Linked DNA regions of Mus musculus: region 2 is linked to region 1. The links are chromatin contacts, called in public HiChIP or PLAC-seq maps. All regions are on one chromosome and are shown on one strand. Each heading gives the region's core, a stretch centred on a gene start, on an enhancer-like site or on the middle of the called end of the contact. The rest is flanking DNA. Distances are from core to core; before and after follow the strand shown.

What was found. HiChIP or PLAC-seq counts read pairs in DNA pulled down with a chosen protein or histone mark.
Region 2: a contact with region 1 is called in an H3K27ac HiChIP or PLAC-seq map of VIP interneurons, with 6 times the contacts expected there. The contact joins two enhancer-like sites. A contact is called at or near these places in 4 of 39 promoter capture datasets (cranial neural crest, embryonic stem cells, second pharyngeal arch cranial neural crest and 1 more), 41 of 484 Hi-C or Micro-C datasets (Sertoli cells, astrocytes, brain and 23 more), 12 of 115 datasets of contacts at active chromatin or transcription factors (SST interneurons, VIP interneurons, astrocytes and 8 more) and 2 of 9 other capture datasets (adipose tissue and embryonic stem cells).

Annotation. Positions count from the first base shown.
Region 1 is chr7:129,242,719-129,245,299 of GRCm38.p6, forward strand. No RefSeq gene overlaps it. Among named protein-coding and RNA genes, the nearest start is that of Plpp4, 13 kb to the right of the region's middle. Within about 2 kb of position 1,308, at least 3 of the 459 cell types and tissues checked have an H3K27ac peak or open chromatin away from gene starts, as enhancers often do. A contact at or near this core is called in VIP interneurons, where this site is marked.
Region 2 is chr7:129,513,544-129,516,124 of GRCm38.p6, forward strand. No RefSeq gene overlaps it. Among named protein-coding and RNA genes, the nearest start is that of Wdr11, 77 kb to the right of the region's middle. Within about 2 kb of position 1,293, at least 8 of the 459 cell types and tissues checked have an H3K27ac peak or open chromatin away from gene starts, as enhancers often do. A contact at or near this core is called in VIP interneurons, where this site is marked.

The sequences.
Region 1 (2,581 bases), core at 58-2,557:
TGTCTCAAAAAACAGTAAGGCAGAGAGTACTAGAGGAAGAAAACTGGTAGTGACCTCTGACATATATATATATATATATATATATATATATATATATATATATATATATATATAGAGAGAGAGAGAGAGAGAGAGAGAGAGGTTAGAATCGCCCCCAGGCAATGCAGAAAGATAAGCACTAAATTGCCACCAATGGAGAGAGAGGGGGCATGTACCTGACTTTTCACACCTGTGCATCCCTACATGGCCTTGTAGTACTGTCCCCTCCCCCACTCCTCAGTATCCTTTTTTTTTTTTTTTTTTTTTCCTGACAGGCTCTTAGTTGCTGCCTGCAAGTATCTTCACCTCCCTGCCAGGGCTTTTTCTGGCCTCATCATATGCTTGGGCAGAACTCCAGGAAAGCCAGATGTACTCAGTATTATATCCTTGCCCCTCATTCCCAGAGTGGCTCTGGAACCAGATGTTGTTGGATGCAAACTCTGGTCTCCAGTGAATCTGGGTGGAAGGTGAAGGTGACTTAGATGCCTTGTCTACTCCAGTGGCCCTAGAATGCTGAGTGTCACCTGCCAACAGGGTCCACCTGGACTGTCCCCTCTTCTGTTTTGTTTCCCTGTCTCCTACAGAGCTGTCTGGTATCACTTCCAAACTGACTACAAGTGATTATGGTCCTCATGATTTAGGACCAGCCTATGTAGAAACCTAAACTAAGACATTAGCACGGCCGTCTTTTGCTCGCTGTGTCCTCTTTCTTTCTGCATTCTCTCTAGATCAAATGTACTAGGATTTAGAGGTGGCCCCAAGGGCCCACTCTGATTGAAGTCTTAGTCACTAGTGTGAAGCTGTTATCTATGGAACTTTAAAAGGCACATCCTAGTGGGAGTTCTTTGAGACACGTGTTTCTGCAGAAGATCGAGGCCCTTCTCACTGATGCCAGCGTTCTCAGCTACATTTCTACCACAGTGTGTTGACACACACCATTTTCACCGGAGGCCAAGCCAGCAAGGCCACCCAGCCTTAGAATTTGAACCTCAAAAACCATGAGCCATAGCCAACTTTTTTTCTATATAAAATTAGTTGCTTCAGGTATTCTGTTGAAGGAAGGCAGAACTGATTAACACAACATAGAACAGAAAAAAAACAAAAAAACAAAAACTCTTTTCCACAGAATACTGACAATGGATTTTTAAATATCTTGCTTTGCAAACACAGTATATTTCGATCAAACTATTCTAGAAACATGAGAGAGATAGTAATTGCTCTCAGAATGAGTCACTTAGAAAGCTAATAACCACCTCCCTTCCACATATCTCTGGCAGGCAGGAAGCAGCCGAGCCTTTTGAGAGGACTGAATCGTGCCTCCGACACGGGGCATTATTCTGATGGGCCAGCTGCACATTTTACTTGGCAAAGTGTCCAAACTTGTCACGACACAGCTGACAGGTTCAAAGTGACAAGGACAGGCACTGGACTAGCACTGTTGTCCCCCTGTATGCATTCGATGCAAAGAGATATGCAGAGGCTAGCACATTACAATAACCTGCATGGAGTACATGACTTCTGATCATTGTCACCTTCATGCAGATGCCAGACCCATGCAGGAGCAGAAGGTGGCAATCTTCTCTAATGTTTATACAAAACTCAGCTTATGTGGCTACACAGGTTTACTTACTGGGGAATCCCTGGTGCACTGAGGGTTAGTATGCTCTTTCTTTTATATTGCTCATAACCATACTTTGATTTAAGACTTTACACGCTGATTTGAAACCACCATTTCTAATATGCAGTCTGCAGGAAGGCCAGCCCACCGACTTTCCTTCAGTATTCCTTCTCCAAAAGGAATAGATGGACACAGGCGAAGCCAAACAGCAGAAGACCAAGGCAGCTCTGTGGAGAAGCTTGTCCTAGTTAGCTTGTCACCTGAAAAAGAAGTCTCAATTGATTGAGGGTTTGTCTATATCAGATTGGCCCGTGGGCATGTTTGGGGGTGTGGTTTGATTATTAATTGATGTAGAAGGGCCAGTCCCACTGTGGGCGGTACCATTCATTCCCTGGGCAGGGAGGTCTAGGCTGCATAAGAAATCCAGCTAAGCATAAGCCTGAGAGAAAGCCAGCAAGTCGCATGCATTCCTCGACAGTTTCTGCTTCAAGTTTTTGCTTGAGTTCTTGCCTGACTTCCTTTGGTGATGGGCTGTGACCTGGAAGTATAAGCCGAATAAATCTTTTCCTCCCCTAAGTTGCTTTTGGTCAGAGTGTTTTATCACAGCAACAAAAATCAAACTAGAACAGAGCCTTACAACCAATCGATCCCACTCAGGCAATACAATTATTTCTAAAAGAAAAACCCGCTGCTCTGTTTCCTCAGTGCTGGCCAGTTGCCACATACTGTGTGCCCACCACTTACATACCTCACCTCACTGGGCACCCTGAATGCTCTGCAGGGCAGGTGTCAATACTAACATTGTTCCATAGGGACCAAAGCACAGGGAGGTTAGGCCAGTTGCCCGAGGTCACTTGATGGAGAGGGGGCAGAGACATTGTCGGAACCAATGTCCATTGACTCTGAAGACCACATCAAAACCAT
Region 2 (2,581 bases), core at 43-2,542, 270 kb after region 1:
AGATCACACAGTCTGCAATATGCATCCAAAAATCAATCAGGAAGAAATCCAACAAGTAATTGGAGAGAATATGAAGTTCAGAGTCAAGACAAAGAATATGGGGGAGAATGGCCATGAGATAGCCCCTAGACAGGATGGGGCGATCCTACACTCTGGATTTCCAAGAGAGGAATTTTGTTCCCTTTGTGACATCCCTGGACTCTTGCACTTTTTGTCCTTCGTGAAGCCAAAGAGAAGGAAGATTCAATTATTGAAATTAGGAGGACGGTTGGGCATGTTCAGTTTCATTTAGCTCTTTTTCTGGAGATTGAACCTGCTTCTGAGAATAAAGGGCTCTGATCCTTAGGCCTGGAGCATGCCTAAACAGCAAAGCCGTGAAGGATGCCCCCCTTGCTGCCATGATCAAGTGGGTGACCCTGAGAAGCTGTGAGGTTCAGCATGTTCAGGTCCATTTGATCCACAGACACAAAGCCATGCTTTCTACCAAACTCCCCTGGAGGAGCGGGCAGTACCATCTTGGTGCCACGTTCAGGTCTAGTTGAGGCAGCCATATAGCTGAGGTATCGGGATGAAGCTTCCTGGGAGACACACTCTCAGGGCAGATTTCTTGGTCCTCTGGATCATAGTCCTTCTGTCGCCTTCCTTATGTTGTTCCTAAGTTTTGAGTGCAGGGGCTGTGTTATAGATGTATCTCTGAGGGCAGGGCACCCGACTATCAGTTTGCTATGCATTTCAATGAGCTGTGGTTTTCTGTCTTGGTCTTTCTCTGTTGTAGAAGCTTCTTTGACAAGGGGTAGGAGTCCCACTTATCTGTGGGTTTAAGGATAAGTACTTAGAATGCAGTTAGAGAGTTTGCTGGTTTAGTAAAATGGCAGTAGTGAGTATTTTAAACCTTTTCATCCATAAAGGTGGGTAAGTACAGAGCACCAGAAGCTAGTCAGCAGTGCTTGTTAAACACTGACTTAGTTGAATTAACCCCACCAATATATGTACATTCTGACACATTCCTATAGCCTTGGAGTGTCTGGTGATGTATGGGTCAGACAGCTGGAAATAATGTCTTGTCAGATAAAGGGCGTCTTCGCACCAGCTGCTTCCTCCCCAGCCTCTCTTCCCTCTTAGTCACACCTTGCCTCTCTCCATCCAGTCATTCTGTGCTCCATGATACTGAAAAGGGAGGACAAGGTTTCATGTGAATGTTCCCACCCTTTCCGCCCCATGTCGACACAGCACTTGTCAGCAGTCCCAGGCACGTCAGAGGGCTGCACTCTGTGTTTACACAGGATCCCGAAGAGAGACATGCACTGTGTAAGGGCAGCTGGCAGGGGCTGGCCCTGGGAAAAGAGCACTCTCTGGGGATGGCAGGGAGGGCATCAGGGCTAATTGTTGCTATTTCAGAGACATGGGTACATCCAATAGCAGATCATGAATGCTAGTGAAAAAGCTACCAAACATCTAGGTGACAGAAAAACCCGACAGACTCAGGTCAAAAGCACTGGAAGGTAGCACTAAGAAAAGGACACTGGATATTCTTTGTTTAACATAACAGATGTTAAAAAGCACAACTTACTAGTCACAAACAAAAGACTATCACTTGGGCCAAGTTTGCCTACCACTCTCTCAAATACCATTGCTTGTCTCCTCCTAAACACCTGTGCCCTGTCCTGAGTGGATCTCAATATTGATTTACCACATAATCACTTCTTGGTCCTCATACGTGCAGTCCGTTTGCCTCCCTATACATTTCTGAACGATATCACCTATCATGCTTGTTGTGTTTGGTATGAATGGAGGCCTACCATGTACGTTCTTTGTGACATACCTCCTTCATTCTGCATCGTATCTGTGGGGCTCATTTGAGCAACTGTGTATAATTTCAGTTTCTCTTCTGACTGCTGTATTTTTAATCACATAACTAGAACATTGTAGTTAGCCTGCCATCCATGTAGTCTGCACAGTGCTGATGGGACCATTCTCATCTCTCTATGCTGATCTACTTATATAGAAGTTATCCAGGGATTTTTCTGGCGACAGGTTGTCTTGGGTTATTAGATGTATGTGTCCTTCAAGTTTAAGGGCAATGCCAAACTTTTCAAGGGGAATGTATCTAATTTCACCATGAGGGATTCTTTTGAGGCAGCCCCTCTCCTCAGTGCCTACTGCAGGACTCAGCATAACCCCTATTGCCTTCGAGCAGGCAGCTCCAGCTGGTATTTGGAGATTATTTCACACAAGAATGTGGCATTTTGTCATGCTTTTAGAGTTTCACTTTTTCCCTCAGAGGATGAAAGAGCATCATACTGTGTTAGTCAAAATGTCATTCATCTCCTTTGGACAGGCAGAAGGGCAATTTGATTGCTATCAGATAGATATTTTTCCTTCTAGAGTTGTGTATACAGAAGTACAGTTGTCACAAGAGAATAAAGAGAAGAATGCCTGAAATAATAGTCTGGTTTCTTTCTTAGACTCAGCTGATTTGCTGTCTACGTTTCCATAAAAAACAAAAGATTCAAGTAATGTATTCTACAGAGGGTCTGAGTCAAGACCTGTTACTGTTTTCTAGTTGTAAGAGAATAAGATA